4 separate regions of the Mus musculus genome follow, and all the other regions are linked to region 4. Evidence: chromatin contacts called from public HiCAR-type and HiChIP or PLAC-seq data. All regions are on one chromosome and are shown on one strand. The core of a region is the stretch at or near the end of the contact, and the rest is flanking DNA. Distances in the headings are between cores, read along the strand shown.

What was found. HiCAR-type assays count read pairs that join an accessible place to other places. HiChIP or PLAC-seq counts read pairs in DNA pulled down with a chosen protein or histone mark.
Region 1: a contact with region 4 is called in an H3K27ac HiChIP or PLAC-seq map of bone marrow-derived dendritic cells, with 4 times the contacts expected there. The contact joins the promoter of Grk3 here to the promoter of Tpst2 in region 4. A contact is called at or near these places in 3 of 39 promoter capture datasets (cranial neural crest, embryonic stem cells and hippocampal neurons), 3 of 115 datasets of contacts at active chromatin or transcription factors (bone marrow-derived dendritic cells, embryonic hindbrain and embryonic stem cells) and 1 of 9 other capture datasets (embryonic stem cells).
Region 2: a HiCAR-type map of astrocytes shows a contact between it and region 4, with 2.4 times the contacts expected there. The contact joins the enhancer-like site here to the promoter of Tpst2 in region 4. A contact is called at or near these places in 2 of 39 promoter capture datasets (the C10 cell line and liver), 1 of 484 Hi-C or Micro-C datasets (large pre-B cells) and 4 of 115 datasets of contacts at active chromatin or transcription factors (astrocytes, cardiomyocytes, large pre-B cells and 1 more).
Region 3: a contact with region 4 is called in an HNF4G HiChIP or PLAC-seq map of pancreatic cancer cells. The contact joins the enhancer-like site here to the promoter of Tpst2 in region 4. A contact is called at or near these places in 1 of 39 promoter capture datasets (embryonic stem cells), 3 of 115 datasets of contacts at active chromatin or transcription factors (astrocytes, embryonic stem cells and pancreatic cancer cells) and 1 of 9 other capture datasets (pancreatic islet).

The regions. Positions count from the first base shown.
Region 1 is chr5:113,012,484-113,017,686 of GRCm38.p6, forward strand. Grk3 (G protein-coupled receptor kinase 3) reads right to left here and starts at 3,055. Exons shown (of 21, transcript NM_177078.4): 1 at 2,884-3,055. The coding sequence starts at 2,996.
Region 2 is chr5:113,099,842-113,105,114 of GRCm38.p6, forward strand. 2900026A02Rik (RIKEN cDNA 2900026A02 gene) reads right to left here. Exons shown (of 13, transcript NM_001375886.1): 7 at 1,618-1,736. Among named protein-coding and RNA genes, the nearest start is that of Crybb3, 21 kb to the left of the region's middle. Within about 2 kb of position 2,785, at least 35 of the 459 cell types and tissues checked have an H3K27ac peak or open chromatin away from gene starts, as enhancers often do. A contact at or near this core is called in astrocytes and pro-B cells, where this site is marked.
Region 3 is chr5:113,213,030-113,218,288 of GRCm38.p6, forward strand. All of the region lies in intron 1 of 2900026A02Rik (RIKEN cDNA 2900026A02 gene), which reads right to left. Among named protein-coding and RNA genes, the nearest start is that of 2900026A02Rik, 5.6 kb to the right of the region's middle. Within about 2 kb of position 3,857, at least 77 of the 459 cell types and tissues checked have an H3K27ac peak or open chromatin away from gene starts, as enhancers often do. A contact at or near this core is called in pancreatic cancer cells and pancreatic islet, where this site is marked.
Region 4 is chr5:112,273,282-112,278,675 of GRCm38.p6, forward strand. It overlaps Tpst2 (protein-tyrosine sulfotransferase 2), which reads left to right and starts at 3,464. Exons shown (of 7, transcript NM_009419.5): 1 at 3,464-3,490.

The DNA of each region.
Region 1 (5,203 bases), core at 1,805-4,304, 740 kb after region 4:
AGAAGAATGGACAAGGTAGTATTTGTCTGTAATTTCAGTGTTACTGTTACAGCAAGATGGCAGATAGGGACAGGAAAAAGCCAGAAGCGTGTGGGTCAACTGTTCCATTCATGAACAAGACGTCCCAGCATAAACAAGACATGACTCAGACAAGCTGGGCAGTGTGGACCGATGGCCACAGTTGTCCTTTAATTTCTACACATCCTAGGCAAACCCATGGCTCAAGCTGTGTTCTTTCTGCTCCCGCAGTTATTGGCCTGAATGATTGACAAGAGCTGTCTCCCAGTGGAAAGCCCAACACTGTTAGCATCCACTAAACAGAATGGGTCTCAGGGGAACACGTGACCTTCAACCCAACTCCCTTCAGCCATGTGTGACTTCAAGTCAACTCAGTAACATTGTGTTCGAGAAAGGTTATCAGAGAAATGGACCCAGTGCGAAGAGCTGTCTTAGCCATGGCGGGACTTAGAAACGGACTCCCTGGGCCTTCGCCCATGAGTTAGACCCAGTTTCATCAGAACCACGGTCTACAAAGCCAGTTCATTCTCATCCCCACAGCAGACAAAGGACACAGTATATAAACACCCTGGCTAATGGGGCTGCAAGGGTCATGGCCCCCACCTTCAATGGGCCCCATTATCAGCTCCATCAGCTCAACAAATGTTTGGGTGGACTAAAGAGATGTGATTTGACCGCCTTCAGAGGATTTACACCCACCGGCCTGTTAATTGAATCATGTGTCAATGTAACAAAACATTTGCTTCTTGCCTCCTCACGGGAGGCTAAGTCTTCCCTTGTGCCTGATGTTCCAGGAAGAGAGGCTGGACCGGAAGACCTGTCTTGTTGTAATGAGTGAGATACGGTCGTCTGTTGAAGACTGGGAAGAGGCGAAGTCACCGAGAGAAGGAAGCACAAAAAAGACTGGGGGTGACCAGATAATTAGTTAGAAATTAAAAAAAAAAATCAATAGTGAACGACCAAGGGGCAAGTTCAAATGCACCATCCCCTCTTCCAACAGCCAAGTCCTTACAAGGAACCAGGATCGTCTGTGGTTGAGTTGTTGGTTATTGCTTGGGGGCTGAAGCCACTGAGACAAACAGGCAACAGACTAGACTCCTGGAGCGGGGGACAGATGGTCTAATTCAAGAGTCTACCTGAAAAAACAGCTACAGAACAGCGGTCCTCAAAGGACCCCACCCTAACTTGATGCTCCCTTAGACGTTCCTCAACCTCAGGACTCACAGGCTCAGCCACACCACATCTCCTTTGAAACAAAGTATCACCAAAGACCTTGTCAAAGCAGAGGGGTATTGTACAGAGAAGTGAGGGCCTTGGGCGCTAGGGTGTGCAGCCAAGAGCAAGCAAGCATGCACAGAGCAGCCCAGCTAGGTTAAAAACACCAAGAAAAAAAATGATGATGAGCGGACAGACATTCCTAATTTTAGTCATCTTATATACTCCCTCTCCCATAAAGCTCCCTATGAGTTGTGATTTGTTGGTTTTATATATAGAAACCATACATAGTTAAGATTCCCTGCCCCTCACAGGGTGGGGGCAGAGGGAAGGGAAGAGAGAATGGAATGAAGCTTTTTCATGTCCCCCTTCCCAATGGGGAAAGTTTTCTACTGAAGCTTGCTTGGTTGTGACTTGGGGAGCCCTGGGTCTGGTCCCTCCCACTTACTGAAGATTTCAATCAAGTCCTGTTTTCAGTGAGTCTCAGACAGGCTGAACTCCAGGAAGGCAAGCACTGTCCAGTCCACCCAAGTGTCCCCTTGTGCCTGCTCCACTCCGCAAGGAGCAACACACCCCCCAAAAAAAACAGCGAAGGGCCAAGGCTTGCAAGGGAAGGCAAGCCAAAAATACCCAGCCAGCGCAGCTGTGTGTACAGTGTGACTCTTCCTAGCAAACACGGCACGGGGATTTGATGTTTCCTGGATCACGGGGCTCACAAACACGATCGGGAAAAAAAATAATAATCTGACCATTGTTCGGTATTGAAAGGTTCTCTGAGGGCTATGCATACTGCTAAGGAGACAGACGGTTTACCTGGCGTGTGTGAAGCCCTGGGTCCCATCTCCAGGACCTCAAAAAATTAGACGAGTAAATGTGTATATTTTCTCTCACATGAAGGTAGGTAACACTGCCGCCACATGGGCGTGTCACGCTTGACCATTTGAAAGGGGATGCAGCTTTGGTTTAGAGCCTTACAGAATTGCATGGTTCAGGGGTGGCTGTAAAGTCCGAGCCAATTTTTTCATCAACTCAAGGAAGCCACACCAGCTAAGCAACTGGCAGTGGGGTCAATTAAGAAGTGACACACAGCCCCACTCTGGAACACCGCCTAGAACTCCCCGGGACAAGTACAGCTCTAAGAGGCCATCACACCTCAGAAAAATCAATAATAAATCAGTCGTGATATTAAGAGCAACTTGGCAGCGAGCGGCCAGCCGGAGCCGGTGCAGCGGGAACCTCCAGTCTTGCAAGACCAGGCTAGGCTCAAGTGGCTCTCCTGTCATCCTTCCCAGAAAGGGCAGGCCGCCAGGGGTCCAAGTTGAGGAAAGTGGCTCAGGTAATGGCGCTGGTGACAGAACTGAGAACTCAAGGTCTACTTACTACTGCAAGGGGCCAGAGGACAGGGGCAGGGGGGCTGAGAGACAGACAGCCCTGCAACCAGCCTGGGACAGCGGGACGGAGGGGACTGGCGGGCGGACCAGAAAAGGAGGGAGAGGACCAGAGGGGACAAGAGGGGACTGGAGGGAACTGGCGGGGGAGGGGGGGGAGGGGGAAGGTGAGGGAGAGGACCAGGAGGGATCCGGAAGGGACCTGAGAGGGAGGGAAAGAACCGAAGGAGACTGGATAGGGCGGAGAGGGCCAGAGCAGTACCTGGGCTCCGGCAGGACGACCTTCTTGCTGGCGCGCGCGGCCGGCGCCGTCTTGCTCTTCTCCATGGCCATCAGGTAGCTGACGTCGGCCAGCACGGCCTCCAGGTCCGCCATGGCGGCTCCGCAGCTCCCGCCGCCCCGACGGGGCCACGGCGCGCCCGACGCGCGACCCCGACGCGGACCCCGACGCACCGCCCCTTCCGCGGCTCCGCGCCCCAGCCCGGCGCGCCCCCAACCGTCCGCGGCCACGCGCTCCTGACCCAGCCTCTCAGGCACCAGGGACTTCCTCTCCCTCCTCCTCTCCCTCTCCCTCCTCCTCTCTTCTCTCTCCTCTCCTCCTTTTCCTCTCTTTCTCACCCTTAGCTCTCTAAGCACAGTCCAGATGCCCAGTACTGAGTGGACACTCCAGGAGGTCTCCAATAGCACACTGTCCTGGAGAGGACGCTTCAAGAGGTATCCTGGAGTAGTCCCACCTGCTCTTTCGAATGATTGCCAAATAGAGGTCAGAGCTACAGCAGGGGGTGTCTCCAGCCATTAGCCCCACCCTAGACCTCCCTCTGAGAACCAAGCCAAGAGACACCAGCATAGAAGAGAAAGTTGCTTGGCTCCCGCCATGCAGGGTGAAGTGGGGTGAGAGTCCTGCCCTGGAGCAGCGCTGTCCCAGGGGACCCAGTTGATGGAAGCACTCTAGGTTCAAGGTCATAACTGGCTTGCATTCAGGTGAAAGGCCTCAGGGTGTGTGTCCAGTTGGGGGGCGGGGGGGTTAAGGTATCCTAGCTTCTGCAGGCTCTCTACCAACTCAAGAACCACAAGAGGAAGTGCCCCTATGAGAGTGCAGAGCCTCCTGGGTTTTCAGGGAAGTGGAAGGGCTGAGACTTGATTCTGGGCAGTAGGGAATTCCCAACCCTGCCTAGGTCACTATTTCATTTCTCTGCAGCTGGGCACAGGGGTCCACATTCAAAATCCATGTGGTACCTGTTAAGGGATCAGGAAATCTGCAGACATCATAAGCTTGCAGGGCCTTTATCCAAATTGCCATACATCACTGTGAACCCGGGATTGGCCAGGGTTAGAGTGAACTGTTGGGGGTTTACAGTCACGTTTTTTGATTAGTTCTCCTGCTTTTGTTTTCTGTCTATTCTGTTTCCCAAAGGACTAGTTTTACCAGAAGTTTCTCAATCCCCAAGGCACAGTATTTAGAGGGACTAGAAAAGGTATAGGTGGGAAGGGGTGGGAACATCCTGAAGGAGTTGGGTCTGCCACAGACAGCCCACATCACCGCTATAGTGCCCACTGTATAATGGGGCAGAGACAGGGAGAGCCAAGCCTTCAGTTGAATTTGCCAGTTCCATTCACTTTTTCACCCAAATATGGGAGCATAGATGCCTTGTCTACCCAGTGAGGAGAGAGGGGTAAGTTCCCCCCAAAACACATTGCTCCTTCATGTCTGAATATTGTTTCTTCCAAAATGTTGTTGTTGTTTTTTTTAATCATCTGGGATCCTCAGATGATCAGATAACAAATAACCCTCCCACCTTCCCCATTTTTGATTGATTGATTGATTGATTGATTGATTGATTTTGGTCCTTTTTGACCTAGTAAGATTTTTTTTGTCTTGTCATGTTCCTTTTCCAAGTTGTGGTAGGTAGTAAGTTATGAAGACAGCCACATTCAAACCTTTAGTCTATGCTAAAAGGCTGAGAGAAATCAGGGGCAAGGTCCCAGCTTTCTGTGGCTCTGTCCTCATGAGTAATGAGACCAGTTCTTTTGAGTAAACAGAGGGGGAGGGCAGCATCTAGAGCTGTACCTTGGGATGGGAAGTGCAGGCCACATAATAATGAGGAACTGAGTTCAACTGTCAGAGCCCACATAGAGTGCATGGGGACACATGCTTGGAACCCCAACACCAGGAAGACAAGATGGGGGGAGCCCCGGGGCTCAGCAGCAGGCCAGCCTAGCTGAACTCATGATTTCTAGATCATTAAGAGAGCAAGTGTCAGAAAACAAGATGAGAGGCAGACAAAGTAGCCTACCAAGTAAGGGTTCTTGCCATAAGTGTGGAGTTTCGTCCCCAAGATCCCCTTGGAGGCAGAAGAGAGCGAACATGTGGAAGGTGTGCCTGACCTATGCATGCGTGTACTCGCACAGTAAATAAATGTAATTTTTTTAGAAGTTCCAAATGGGAAATAACACCCAAGTTTGTCATGTGGCCTGCTCAGGTGCACACACACACACACACACACACATACACACAAACATGCACACACAATGCACACACAGGCACCTACACAATACACACATATGCACACACAATGCACACA
Region 2 (5,273 bases), core at 1,535-4,034, 830 kb after region 4:
TGGGGTCCTGCAGGGACTCAGGGTCCCTCTGGAGACAGCACAGATAACCAGATAGTTGGAAGCTCCCACAGGGATGCTTACAAACACTCGAGGAAGCTCACTACACACATAAGTCATAGGTTAGGAGCGGTGGGAGAGATGGAGGCCCGGGTACAAGCCCAGATCACTTAGCCACTGATAGAGTGTTTTTTTACTCAGGTCCCTGCCTCTCTCTGAGCCTCAGTTTCCCATCCTGGCATGATGTCCAGAGACCATAGGGCTAGTCAGTCAGGCATGACCGAAGCCTGCAGCAGATGCCAGGCACCTGCCCTTTCTGTGGAGGAAGGTGCCCGTGGGCAGATTCATCTCACTGACCCTGCACCCCCCATGAGGGAGGGATGGGTTTGCCACCACCTCCCATCTGCAGTTCCCAACAGCTGACCCAAGGGTTCCTTCCCAGCCAGGCAGAAGAGGATTCTTCGAACCACATACATGCTCATACTGCTTACAGAATAGTGTGCGGACCATGAATCGTCAGGTATGTGTACACACACAAACACACAGACTCACACAGACACACACACTCCTGACAGCAGACACACAAATGCAGTTGTGACCCTGAGGCCCAATAGCGGTTTTCTGGTTTTACACTTTGCTGTTGGCTGTTACTGTTCATTGTTGTACATAATTGTTTCCTGGGCTTGGGGTGGACCCAGGGCTGCTGTCTGTCCGTCCATCTTCAGTGTGTTTACATAGTGGAAAAGCACTCCGGACACAGAGCTTACCAGGAGTGACACACCCTACAGCGCTGTGCAGCCGGCCCCAGAGAGACCAGCCTGGCCTCATGGGAGAGACCAGGCTTTGGCACTGTAATATGGCATTGTCGTCTATAAATGCTTTAAGGCACGTGTGGATGCGTGTGGGGAGCCTTGTGTTTGACGAACCTCAGAATGCTGTGCTACCACAAGGTACCCAGACCGCTGCCCGCACTGCTGACCTGCCTCCTGTTTACAGCAGTGTTCCAGTTTACTATGTCTGTACGTTTGTCCTTGTGGGTGTCTGTCCCTGTGGGTCTGCCTACCTCTGCACGCTCCTGACTGTCCAGACTGCTTGCCTGCTGTCAATATTTTACACTTTATTTCCATCTTTTTGAGCTTTTCTTATGCCTTTCTTATGCCTCTTCCTGTTACAATTTCCTAAAATACAGAAATCTCTGAGACTGTCACATAGACTCTGTGCCGAATAGTTTTATGTCCACCAGACACAAGCTCATCTGAGAGGAGGGAGCCTCAATTGAGAAAATGCCCCCATTAAGACTTTAGGCAAGGCTGTAGGGCATTTTCTTAATTAGTGATTGATGTGGGTGGGACCATCTCTGGGCTGGTAGTCTTTGTTCTATAAGAGAGCAGGCTGATCAAGGCAGGGGAAGCAAGGCAGTAAGCAGCACCCCTCCATGGCCTCTGCATCAGCTCCCTGCCCTCACTGCCTTTAGTAGTGAACCGTGATGTGGAAATGTAAAACCCTTTCCTCCCCAAGTTGCTTTAGGTCACAGTGTTAATCACGGCATCAGAAACCAAGGCAGCCTCTGTCCCATCTGTGTCACCGAGGACCGGGCAGCATCACCTAGGTGAGTCTTACCTGCCCCCGTTCTGGTGCTGGTCTGCCCAGGTCCCATACTGGCTGTCGGCTTCCTGCACGAGGGTGTCAGTATCCTTGGCCTCAGGGGCTCGCCTGGAGAAACACTGCTTCAGCTGGTTCTGCAAGGACAGGAGGAGGGATTCAGGCACAGATGGACACACGCCCTCACAGTACCCGGCTCCCGCTGCTTCCCATGTTAGCGCAAAGGAGACCAACACCCCAGTCTGCTGAGACAGGACAGGAAGCAGCACTTTCTGGGCTCAGATGGGCACTCTGGATGGACTGTGGCTTGGTTCCGGTATGAATGTCCCCTGCAGCACCTCTGTGTGAATACCTGGTCTCCATTAGGGAGGTTATGAAATCTTTGGGGCATAAGGCTTCACCAGCAGCGTGGGCTGATGGAGGCCGGCTTAAAGTGAATCTGTCCTGCTTCCTGCCCAAGCCGTTTCCAGATCCTCCATGTGAACAAATTTCTACCACCAAGGACCAAGCATGCCCTGTGGCCAGGCCTTCCCACCACAGTGGGCTGTGCTTTCTGGAGCAGTGGGCAGGAGAAAACCTCCCCTCTGTTAACCAGGACTCCCTCAGTTAACCAGAACCCCTCTGTTAACCAGAACCCCTTCAGTTACCCAGAACCCACGCCATTAGCCAGGGCCCCTCAGTTAACCAGAACCCCCTCAGATAACCAGAATTCCCTCCATTAGCCAGAATCTTGATACAGCACCAAGAAAAGTAACTTATTAGAGCCAGGTACAGGGTCCTGATGGGTGTCACTTGGCCCTGTCAGTGCCTGTGTCCAACACAGTGCAGCCCATCTCCTCCCACTTCAACACTCTAGAAACACCAGGAAGGCTGTTCCCACATTCCAGATTTACCAGACCACCTCCCAGCACTGTCCAGCCCCGCACCCACATAGCAGTGACCCTGAGCCTGTATCAAGTCACCTGATGTGAGGCCACCTCATAGAGCTCAATCTAACAGGGAAAGAGATGCCCTGGACCAGTGGTGTGACTTGCAGGCTGGAAGCAAGGGGACAGGTCATCACAGAGCTAGCCGTGGGCCCTGTCTAGTGCCTGACATCAGGGGTGGCTCATGAGTCAGTGTGACACCTGCCCTGCTGACGTCCCCACTCATCCGGATGGTGTGAGAAAGGCCTTGTCTTGCATTGTCACCATGGAAACCAGCCACTATGCCCTGGAGCTCTCAAGAGTAACCAAGAGTGGCCTTGGGTGGGCTGCTCACTCAGCAGTGATTCAGATGGCCTCCCAGCCTGGCCTTTCATGACTCTCCCAGCTACGGTCTTTCAATGAGGACTCTGGAGGTGGGGGATGAGGAGGGAGAAGATCATCCTGGCGCGGCTTCCTCCCACTTCAGAACATCTTGGCCGAGCAACAGAGTACAGCAGCATTGGGAGCAGCCTTTCTGTGTGGCCTCAGAGCCAGGGCCCACCTCTGTTGCAAAGGAGTTGCAATGGGAGCTGGGGCGGGGGGCTCATTGGTAGAGCATCTGTCAGCATCACATACACTCATTTACACAGACACACCTGCGCACACACACAACCTACACATTCATACAGACAGACACATATGCAGTCATATATGCACACACAGACACACATGAAGACACACATGCACACACACACACACACAGACACACATGAAGACACACATGCACATACAGAGATACACATGCACATACAGAGATACACATGCACACACAGACACACATGCACACACACAAACACACATGTACACATACATGCACACACAGACACACATGCACACAGACACACATGCACACCCACCCACACAGAGACACATGCACAGAGATACACATGCACACACAAACACACATGCACACACATGTACACATACATGCACACACAGACACACAGGCACACACAGGTACACAATCATAGGGAACACCTGTAAATAGTCCATCACCCAAATAAAACACCCTGGTTGACTCTAGTCTGGGATTTTCTTTGGGTCAGTTCCTCCACATGCTCGCCCCTCGGTGGCCAGAGAACATCCCTCTGTGTGGGACACAGTGCCAGCCACCTAAGAGTCCCAAGGGTGGTGGCTGCTAAACAGCTGGCTGTTTTGACACTCACAGTCAGCCGCAGGGTGTTCATCCTCAGATGTCAGAGCATCTCAGTGTCACGGCTACAAGGCCCCACAGTCAGCCGCTTCCCAAGGGACTCGCAACTCTTATACTTCCTAGAAAGCCTTAAGTTCAGAGCCCACGTGAAGGCAAAACCTTCGGCTGACTGTGTGTTCTCTCAGCTCTGCCCAAGCTCCCTAAACACAGCAGATAGGCAAGCGAGTCAAGGCCTCTGAAGCAGCAGCCTCCTGGGCAACACTGGGTTCCCTCGCTGCAGGGGCTCATGGAGGCAAAGCCAGTGGCTCTCAGGGTTTTAAGTCAAAGTGTGGCTTCCTCCCTCCCTACAGCAGCACAGACCTTAACCTCACCTGTCCTGAGCCTCGGCAGTTCAGGCTCCTCCCAATGAAGCCTCCCTGTTTGTGACTAAATGCTGAGCCCTGCTTTCCCCAAGAAAACAGGTCCTTCTCTTCCTTCTCTTCCATCTCCCTCCATAACACGGCAAGCCTTCACCCGCCCTACACTGTTACTTCCTCTCTCAGCCCCCAAAGAGATGACAAACCTGCAAAAGACACCTCGTGCTCCCTGGTGACCCAGGCAGGTGGGGCATGTCAGAAAACTCAGAACAAGCTTGGTGGGATCGGTTCATGCCTGTAATCCCAGCACTTAGGGGATTGAGGCAGGAGGATGGCCATGAGTTCAGTGCTAGCCTGAGCTATGTACTGAGTTCTAGGCTAGCAAAAGCTTCATTGAAAGAACCCATCTCAAAAGCTTAAAAGCAAAAGTAGGCAAAAAAAAAAAAAAAAAAAAAAAGGAAAGTCTTGGTACCCTGGCTCTGCCGTAGTTCTGCTAAGTCTTAAATCAGGGGAACCAAATCCTAGACAGCAGACCCAGGGGTGGTGGGGCTCAGAGGCCATTCAGTCTGCACTTTGCCTGCAGAGGAGGAAACCAAGGCACAGGAACTAAGCAGAGTGTAGCTCTTGGTTTGCAAGATGGGTGAGCGGCAGGGCCTGGAGTAGGGGGTGGCTACGTCTGTGGGATCCACAGCTCTTTACAGTCCCCCCACCTGGCAACCTACTTGTTCTACCCTTCCCACCAATGCACCAGGAGGTTCTGATAATGACACACACAAGAAAATGATGTTTGAAACCCTCAGGAAAGGCCAGGTGGCAGTGCACACCTTTGATCCTGACACTTGGAAAGCAGATCTCTTTTGTGAGTTCGAGGCCAGCCTGGTCTACATGGGGAGTTCTAGGACAGTCAGAGCTACACAGAGAAACACTGTCATGAATGAATGAATGAGAGAGAGAAAGAAGGAAAGAAAATAAGGAAGGAAGAGAGGGAGGGAGAGGAAGAAGGAGGGAGGGAGGGTGGGAGGGAGGGAGGGAGGGGAAAGGGAAAGGAAAGAAAATAAGTCAGGAATCTAGAATTTGAAAATCTACTGGCTTGGCCCAGCAACTGACAAGTCCCAGGACCAAGACAGGTGGAAGTTCCTCCCCAAGGTTTGCACTGAGAGACCAGGCTAGCACACACTCTAACGTCTATGTGGGAAACAA
Region 3 (5,259 bases), core at 2,607-5,106, 940 kb after region 4:
ATATGTCTGTGTGTGTATGTATATGTGTATGTGTGTGTGTCTGTGTATGTGTGTTTATGTATGTATGTCTGTGTGTGCATGTTCGTATGTGTCTGTGTGTGTCTGTGTATGTATGTATATGTGTATGTATGTGTCTGTGTGTATATGAGTATGTACGTGTATCTGTGGGTATGTGTGTTTATGTATGTGTATGTTTGCGTATGTGTGTATGCATATGTTTGTATGGGTGTGTATGTGTGTGTGTGTATCTATGTGTATGTGTATCTATGTGTGTGTGTCTTTGTGTATATGTTTGTGTATGTCTCTTGTGTGTGTGTGTGTGTGTGTGTGTGTGTGTGTGTCAGAGCCAAGAAGCCCTCGAACCTCCTCAGCCCTCTCTGCTGACTGGATACTTGGAGGTGGCTCTTGGTGCCTCAGGAACTAAAGGAGTTTCCTTCCTTAGTAGATGTTCAGGCTCAGGTAGTCATGTCAGAACCTGTCTGTTTGCCTGCCTGTCTGTCGGTCTGTCTGATCACAGGCTAGGAAACACAAGCCTGAGCTTGAGATCTGAACTTCAGATCTCAAGGGCACAGAAATCCCCCTCCCATGTCGAGAGGCCCCAACCCAGCTTTTCAAGTCCCTGAAGGTCAGCCAGGGACTTGCTAAGGTCCAGCCAGGCAATGGGCCTCTTAGATGCAAGAACACTCCAGCAGGACAAGCCGGCAGATGAGGTGCAAGGGCCAACAGCATGACCCCTAAACCTTACTAGCAAAGGCAGCAGTGGCCACGGTGGCTGCCAGTGGGCATCTTCCATGAAGACCTGAGATGGGATCCCAGCGGCCACAGAAAAGCCAGCGTGATGGTGTGTGACTATCACTCTATCCTGGGAGGTGGGACAGCAACCCTGGAGCTCTGTGGCTGGCCAACCAGGTTCAGTGAGAGACAGTGATGCGGAGCGGGGAAACACCCAATGTCGACCTCTGACCTCCACATGCCCATTCCTGGGTCAGCACGGTCCTGTGCACACACATACATATACCACACAACAGGCGCACAAAATATATAAGTGAACAACGAATTAATAAATAATGCTGAGCCACCTACAGCCAGAGTTGGCAACTGACACCAATGATGAGGGTGACCCAGATTTATTGGAGGAAAGTTAGCAAGAGGAACAGGCACTGAGCAGGGCCTGCTGAGTCAGCACCAGAGCTGGGACAGATGGATGGACGGACAGACAGACGGACAGGCTGGGGGAGGGGGAGGGAAGGAAGGGACCAACCGGCCCACATGCAAGGCAGTGCAAGAGAGGCTGAGACCCCCATCTCAGCCCCGTGTCGCACAGAGGGGACTAAGGACAGACTGACCCATCACAATGCCCCCATCCAAGGTCACACAAAAACGTAGCACCATGTCATTCCCCTGCAGATACCCTGGCCCCCAACTCACCTCTGAGAACCCGGCTCCATCATCCACCCTGCCCCGTGGCTCCCTGCCACCCTCTCCTCTCTCTGCCCTTCCAGTTCTCCATGGCACGAGAACGGCCAGCCCAGCCAGTCCTCCGGAAGCTGCTTCTGCAGGCAGCCAGGGGAGGAGGTAGACGGTTCTCGGGAGCTCATCTTACATGGGCCACCTCCTGACGGTCCAGCGGTTAGAACTTGGATGCTGGCCAGGCCTCAGCAGGGACAGGAAGCATCCTCAGAGATGGTGATCAGCCGGGCTCATGAAGGAGCCCAGTGTGCAGGCCAGGAAGGGGTGAAGTCCCAGTCTGCACTGCTCCCACACCATGCGCTAAGGACAATGCCTATGGGGCTATAACATTGGACATCTGCTGTGGTCCCCACCCTACGCTACCCACTCCATCTGCCAGTTACAGTTCACAGAATTCTAGGAGTCGGTCTACTCACAATAAGGAAAAGTATGCAGCCATGTAAAATGACAAGCTGTAAGGATGGTGGGAATAGGGTGCTCAGCTGTTAAGAGCACTGGCTGCTCTTCAGAGGACCGGGGGTTTGATTCCCAGCACCCACGTGACAGCTCACAACTTCTATAACTCCACTTCGGGGGACTGCGACATAACATACATAAAACATACACAGCAAACATAACATAAAAGTAAAAATAATAACCCAATTAAAAAGAACAGAGGTATTAACCAACGGGATTCTCGGGACTTTGCTTTACAGAAGGGAAACTGAGGCAGGAGGGAGGGATGTGATATGCCCAGGGACGCACAGCTGAGAGTTTCCAGAGATCAAAGTCCCTGTTCTATGGCATTCATGGTCATCTCTCAGTTAAACGCATGCTATCAGCATGGACTCTTTAGAGCATATGGTTACAGGCCTTCCCTCCTTTCTCACAGTCCCTTGTCGAACAGAGGAGTCTGAGGGTGGAACACTGCTCGCCCAGGTAAGGGACGGCTGCATTCTAAGGCAGAAGCACATAGAGACAACTGCACAGAACACAGAAGACCGGCCACACGTTGGTGCACTAGACAGCACCCTCATGGCACCTTCAGGCTGAGGGACATGTAACCTCACCATGAAGGAGCCCCTGGCACACAGTAGGTGCTTTACCGCACACAGTAGGAGCTTCGCCCATCACCACCTGCCTCAACAGAGCTGCAGCGGTACCCGTCTTCACAAGCCCTAACGTGCACACCTGTGACCCCAGGCTGTGTGGCTCTGAGTCGGGTGGGGTCTGTCCCTAGAAAAGCACCTCCCAGGGGTGACTCAGGCCTCAGGCTGAGAACTGGGCAGCACACCCAGCAGCCTGGCGGATGGGCTGAACCCCACCAAAGCTGGGAAAGATGGCTCACACCTACCGGCTGGGTCAGCCAGCATTCTGGGCATTCCGAAAATTCTTCTGGCTTTGGGCCGCCTCCCTTCCTTTCTCCCTCCCTCCCTTCCACCCACTTTTGAGTGAACTGAAGGAAAGTGGAACATATGGGCTGTGGGGGAGCCTGTGGTTCATGGGCATCTACACGCACTCTTAAGTTAAATCTGAGAGTATCCAAGCCATCTCCCCTCTCCAGGAGGGACAGTATCACCTATCGCTGGCACATCCTAACCACATCCTAATGGCACAGAGGAAACAGTCTGGCCTCAAGGCTTAATGGGAGGCAGGACCAAGACTGGACCCTAGACACTGCCCTGGAAATAGCTCTCTGTCTCCCACGTCTCTCTCCTCCTTCATGGTAGGATGGGTCTAGCCTGGGGCCTGGGTACACAGCAGGTGCTCAATAAGTAACAGATATGAAAAGGGCTCACTCTCCCTAGAGAAGGCGGAACTCTGGCTGGACGTGGGACCTCCCAGGACTGAGGAGTCCTGGTGCCTCAGCTGACGCAGACAGGCATCTCTCCTGAAGTTCCGCACCTCGAGTCAGCTTGCCCATGAAAAGGTTAATGATGCAGAGCAACCATCTGAGTCACTCGGAGGGTGACAAGAAGACGCAGAACCCAACACCTCCCAAGCTAGAGACTTGGCACACAGCACATCCTGGGCGAACGGTGGCTCCCCCAGGCCCTGCCTTTTAAAGGGCTGGATCCTTTCTGGAGATGTAGCAGAAGACTCACTTGGCTCTGTCTGCTTGCACCAGAGAGAGGAGATGCTCACCACGGCATAGCGCAGAGAGGCCCACGCTGGGAACTTTCTAATACACTTTAATCCTCACTGGCCCCAGCCTTGGCCCTTCCGGCTGCCAAGCTAGGTCCCTGACACACAACCAGCTGAAGTGAAAGATGAACTTGGGCGGGGTACCAAGCCAAAGGTCCCTGGGAGTTCCCTCCCCAGCCCGCCCAGTGCCCTAGACAGTCTCAGAGGGCAAAGCCTACAAGCCTGGGCATCATGTCCCAACAGGCCAGGCTGTGTGTTTCACAGGGTGACCCTTGGTAGCCAGCCAGAGCCACTGGCCTCTCTCGCTGGGATGCCCTGCACACTCACTCCTTGGATGGGCAGTTCAAACCCTGGGAAAGGCCTGTAGCCACAGGAGGAGCAAAGCAAACAAAGTGCCACAGAATGGGTAGTGTGAAGCTGCCACCCTGACTTGGGGGAAGTATTCCAGCTTCTCCAGGAGGCAGAGCCACGCAAGACAAGCCTGGTCCCTCCGCCTGCCACCTCTGGCAGGGCCTCTGGGAATCTGGCGACCCTCCTGCCTGGGTAACAAAAGCAACACAAGCTGCTGCACCAAATTCACCATGTAGCCCAGGCTGGCCTCAAACTCGTTGACAGTCCCTCTACATCTCCCTCTTGTGTGCTGGGATTACAGGAGTGAGCCACCACACCGCCGCCCCCCCCTCCCCTGGCCAATCCGTGTTAATGATTAATTATTTTATGGCTGCTGCTGTCCTTATTTCTGCTAGCGGTGCAAACAAGGGAGATTTAAAGTTATAGTTTGCGCACATTAAAGAAACAGACTCCAAGCGGAGCACAGTGCGTTCTGTGTAAAATGGGCCTTGTGTCGTTATTACATAAGTCACAAGGTCCTAGAACACCACAAGGGATGTCTACGGTTATCCGTCTTTAACATTTTTTGTTAGATTGATTGACTGACTGATTGGTTGATGGGGCAAGGGAGAGGGGACGGTGTGTGCCCCATCCCTGCTGCCCCACCCCTGCACACCTGCTGCCCCATCCCTGCACACCTGGTACCCCACCCCTGCACACCTGGTACCCCACCCCTGCACACCTGCTGCCCACCCCTGCTCACCTACTGCCCCACCCCTGCACACCTGCTGCCCACCCCTGCACACCTGCTGCCCCACCCCTGCACACCTGCTGCCCCATCCCTGCACACCTGGTACCCCACCCCTGCACACCTGCTGTCCACCCCTGCACACCTGCTGCCCCACCCCTGCACACCTAGTACCCCACCCCTGCACACCTGCTGTCTACCCCTGCACTCTTTGGTATCCCACCCCTGCACACCTGGTACCCCACACCTGCACACCTGCAGCCCCACCCCACCCCCTGAAGAGCACACCCCAATGCTGTCAGCCAACAGATCTGTCAGAGGACTGACTGGCCAAGCCACTCGCTGACCGGAGTGCAAAACATGCCTATGTTTAAAAATTGCTCATTTGGGAGATGTTTGTTACACAGAGTGATCACAGACAAAGCAAACCGACACAGGAGCCGCATGCCACAGAGACATTAACGCGTTCACTGCCAGATGTCTTCTGAGACACAAGCTCTGGCAGGGTGGCCTCAAACCCACAAGCTACCAAACTCCACACAACCTACCTGACCTTCCCTACTGTGGGGCTGCAGGCTCCATCCTGC
Region 4 (5,394 bases), core at 2,214-4,713:
AGCTGAGCCCCTAACCCCCGACTAGATCCAAGATCTTGAATCTTTGATCCAAGTGTTTGGGAAGACAAAGTGTCTCTCTGATGGAGCGCTCTTTCCATGGTGACAGGGGTAACCCACGTCTTCCAGGCTTGAGTACCTGGGCTGCTTGCCCAGTAGAAAGGACTAGCCCTAGAAGTGTTCAAGGTCATCGACCACAACCCAGACAGCATCAGGCACCGAAGGGCATGCAGCAACTGAGTTTAAGAGAGAGACATGGTCCTGTGGTGTCCAGGGAGGCTCTGAAGAGGTGAGCATCTGAGTCTGGTGATGGTGGTGTGTGTCTAATCCTTGGGAAGCAGAGGCAGAATGACCATGAGTTCAAGACCAACCTGTGCTACATAGTGAGACTGTTTAAAATAATAATAATAATAATAATAATAATAATAATAATAATAATAAAAGTATTGGAGAGGCAGACCAGTCACCAAAGCACTTGCATGAAGCATGCAGACTTGAGTTCAGTGCCTAGAAGTCATGTGAAAATGTGGGTGTTGTAGGCTGTGCTGGTAGCTTCTAGCCAATGAGACACCTTGTCTCAAAGGAGGCCACTAGGATTCTAGAACATAGCACTTCAGGTTGCTCTGGGACACACACACACACACACACACACACACACAGAGGACAAAAACAGATATGACCACTTTGTTTGGAGCCATGTTGCCATGGTAGCCAGTCATTTGAGCCAGAGATCAAAGGGTGTTTCCTGAAGCCTAACCATCCAAAAAGAAATGGTAACCGAACAAGCTTCTTGACAGAGAAGGAACCCACTGCCTGCTGCCTGCTGCTGCCAGAGCACTGGGGGGGTGGGGGGGTGGGGTGTGTGTGTGTGTGTGTGAGAGAGACCTGAATTTACATTAGCTAGCTGTAGACCTCAAACCACATTTCCTGACTGAGCCTCTGTTTTCCTCATCTGTAGAATGAGTGTGATAATAAGAAACCTCAGAAGGCTATTGGAAAGAGTGAGCAAGCAATGGAAATTATTTAGAAAAAACAAAAACAAACAAACAAAAAAACCCAAACAAACAGATAGAACAAACTCAGTGCTTCTGGGGATGGACTCTAGGGCCCTGAGAGTATCCATCTGGTTCTACCTCTCAGCCACATCCCCAGCCCCCGAATGCTCTTCTGGATAGCTTCAGGTACAGCAAGAATCTGAAGAAGGCATAGCCATTGATTTATAGCATCACTATAACCTGGGGCAGGGGGTTGGGAGATGGGATGGAGCAGGGGAGGGTCGGTGCTAGGAAGAGTTTAGAATTTCGTGCTTGGTGCTACATCGCTATCCCATGCTTCTGACAAGCATGCTCTGGAGACCCCCTAAGCCGCCATGCCTTGTGAACCTGCTTAAGGAAGCAGGCCGGAAGGCTGATGAAGGAGATGCCCATCCCAGAAGGTCCCAGGCCAGGGACATTGATGACTGGTTCACCCACCTGCCTTCAAAGTCACATTAGATTCCCAGGCTGATCCACAAGGGGGTCAGGGGGTGTCCTATCGATCCAGGAGGTGACAGATTAAGATCTGCGTGTTTGCTAATCTGGGTGGGTGACTGAGAGCATGCTCATTCCAGCTGTCCCATCAGATCTGCCTCTCCTGCCTTCCTAGCATCTGTGGAAGCAGAATCCTTCCTCTGCATCCTTTGCCTACCCTGGGATGCTTAACCACCCCTGGGATGAGCCAAAGCCCTTACCTGCTTGTTCCTCCCTAAAAGCACCCCAAGGGGGTCTCTACAGAAATCTTATCTAGCCATACTCTTCCCTGATGAACATGGACCCTGTCTCCATTTCAGCAGGATCCTGTGGAGATAGATGCCTTTCCACAGTGCACAGGAGCCAGGCCACATCCTCCCCTTCCACCACATCCTGCCTACCTGTCTTCAAGCAAGGCCCCAGGCTGACCTCCTCCTTTCTGGATCCTGCCCCCCCCCCCCCCCCGGGCCCTGCTGTGACTAATGTTCTTTTCATGACTAGTTGCACAGGCCACCCTGCCTGTGCTTTGGGTCATGAGGTAAGCACCTCATTTTTTCCTCCCTGGACTAGTTTTGGAACCTACTCTTGCCTGGCCAGTTCCAGACCCTGCTGGGAAGGCTTGTTGAGGGGAATCCAGCTTACTTGTGGAATCATAAAGCTCAGAGAAAGCCCTCAGCGGAGCAGAAGTCCCCTTCAGGCAGACCTTGCTCTTTGATCTTTCTTCACCCATAAATAGTATAAAACTCCCAGAGCTGTGTCGTTAGTCACAAAAAAAAAAAAAAAATCTCAAATATGCACTCAGTAAATGCTATGTTGTGTGGTTTCATTTTTGGTAACTGGCTTCACCAAGACGGGGACTTTGTCAGCCCAGCATCTCCCACAGGGCAGGCACTGTTTTATAGACTACATGAATGAATGAATGAATGAATGAATGAATGACAAACACATATCTGTGTGCCTTGCTTTGTCTGGCCTGTAGAGATATTTGTGTTAGTTGTAACTAGTATAAAAATGAATTTCATTTAGTTTTGTACAGGTTTGGGGTATACGGTTTCACAACACCCTGGAAGGTCAAAGGATTTGTTTGGGTGGGAGGGGTACGTCCTTGTATGATGTGGGTCCCTCATCGAACTCATGTCGTCAGACTTAGAGGCAGGCGCTCTTACCCACTAAGCCATCTCGCAAACACCAGGATTTTATTTTCAATATTTATTTTTATTACTGTGTGTCAAGGCACACGTGTGGAGGTCGGAGACAACTTTGTGGAGCCGGTTCTACTCTTCCATCTCTGCACGGGTTTCGGGGATTGCAAGCGTCTTTACCAAACGAGCCATCTAATGTATTTTAAAATGGTAAAACACACCACAACTCGTGCGCGCGCGCGCGCGCTGTAAACAGAGGCTATAGAGGACGCAGCGAGAGGCTAGCCTACACCTTCTCCTTTGCTCTGCACACCTTGGGCTGGCTCCTTTCTGGGACCCAATCCTGTACCTATAGTGCACACCCCTGCGCTGACGGACAGCCATCCCGCTCAGCGTCTGAACGCCAGCTTGTGGCTGCGCCCTCAAGGATGCCGTGCAGAGGAGGAACGCCCTGCGTAGTTAAAGGAGCCAGAGCAGCAAGCTCTAACGGCAGGGGCTCCGCCCCCGGGGAGGAGATGAGGGCGGGGCAACGCTGGAAGGGGCGGGCTCTCTTGGCCACACCCCTTGCGTCATGGCGCTAGAGGGGAAGCTAGGGGAGGGGGAGTGGCGGAGGCCGTGCGTGTGGGCAGGGCCTATCTGGGTCCCGCCCCCAACCCTCTGGGCAAGCCTGGAGTGTCGCGGCTCTAGCGATAGACGTTGGGGGCGTGGTCAAGCACTAGGCGACAGGGGCGTGATCACGAGTGGCTCCGCCCCTTGCGTCACGACACGCGGCCCCGCCCCTCGCGGCGCCTCCCTGGCGGCCGGCAGGGAGCCGGAGTCTGCGCGGGCGCCGATTTGGGCACGGTAGGTGGCAGCGGCCTCGGCCAGTACCAGGTCAGGGCTGCGTGGCGCGGTCCGGACGGTGGGCGGCGCGGACAGGCCTGGTCGCCGCGGGAGGACGCGCGTGGCCTGGAGCCCCACCCGCGCGGCGCCGCGGGGAAGTTAACTTGCGGAGGTCGCGGCCCACGGTGGTTCTTAAGAACGCGTAGACCTCTCTTGCTCTGCCCTGTTTTGCTTGCTTCCTGCTTCACACGTGGGAAACTGAGGCCTGGGGTCACGTGCCCGGGCGCTGGGACTCACAGCTAGGACGGGGCAGAAACTCTCCCGCGGGGTTTTGTGCGCGCGAGCGAGCGTGTGACCCTCCCCCCTCCCCCCAGAGGTGGCTGCCCCTGTACCCACTGCTCCCGGTGTTCATACTGTTCCTTGCCCTCCCCAACCCCTTGTTTCTTTCATTCTAGCAGGGATGCCCGATGGTTAGTTAGGCCCAGCTTCTGCATTGGGGCAGATCGGGCTGGGAGGCTCCGGCTTAGTATTGGGGACATGCCCTTTCTCCAGCCTCTGTTTCCGGACATACAGAACTGGGTTTGTTTCGTTACCCTGAAGAAGCTGTTAAGTTATTTGTGAACCGCTGTACCCGCCTTGCCTCGCCTTGGGCTCATTCCATTTACCATATCTTGTTTTAAAAACCGTATCTAAGGATTTTTTTTTTTGTAACACTTTTTCTGAAGGTCTGATCCACTAACCATATAAATCTTCTTTTGGAAGTAAACTTTAGGTGGTTGGTGGGTTTTAGGATGCTCACATTACGCACTGATCCTCGTCTACTTTTAGAACATTTGTACATCCCCCAAAGCAGCAGTCCCTAACCCTCAACTCCCAAACCTCTTTCCCCAGACCCCGGCTCACCTTCATCTACACTACTATCTGTCTATGGATTTCTCTGCTCTGGGTGGTTCTGTGTATGGTTCCTCATGTGCATAGTATTTCCTAGTGTGGATATTGTGTGTGTGTGTGTGTGTGTGTGTGTGTAGTCCATTGGTTTGTAGATGGACAGTGGGTTGATGTTCCTTTATGGCTGTGATTAGTATTGTTGCTGGGAATACACACACTGTATTTCTCTTTTCAGTTTTGCCTAAATTTCAGGATCCCTTTAAAGTTTAACCTATTGAGGAGCTGCCAAACTCCCAAAGTGCCTTACCACTTTACTGCCTCTGGAATGTGATGGTTATGATGATATTTGTGACCAAGTCTTATCTACCTCAAGCTGACCTTGAACCCCAGACTCTCCGGTTTCAGCCCCGGAGTGCTGGAATTAGAGGCTTGTGCCACTTGCCTGGCTTGAGGTTTCCCATAAATTCTGAATATGTTTCGTTTCTTCTGAAACATCAGCGTCTTCCTGGCTTCAATGCATTTGTTATAAATGATTTCCTAGTTCATTAGTGCTCTGAGGGGTACCCTGCATGTCATCCGGGCGGTTCCTGGGACCTGCTAGTAAGCAGCAGTGGTGAGCAGATTTGTGGTTGACAGCTTCAGTACCTGTTGGGGTTAGGGCCTGGACCTGCCCACCCTCTTCCTGTGCTGGGGGAGGTAAGGTTATAAAAGAGAGTCACTGTGCTTCCCACAGTGAGGGGGGGGGTGCGCGTTCATGTGTGCATGTGTGTGTGTGTGTGTGCAAGCTCCGTCGAGAAAGTGTGTATTGAGACAGGGTCTCCTGTGACTCGGGCTGGCCTTCACGTCACTATGGAACTGAAGATGACCTTTAGCCTCTGTTCCTCCTGCCTCCACTTCCTGAGTGCTATACAGGTGTGCATCGTGACACCTTCTGCATTCAGTGCTGGGGTGGAACCCAGAGCCTCCGGCAAGCTAGGAGATCGAGCTTCCAATAGAACTGAACTCCTTTTATAATTATTGTGGGTGGTGTGTGTGTC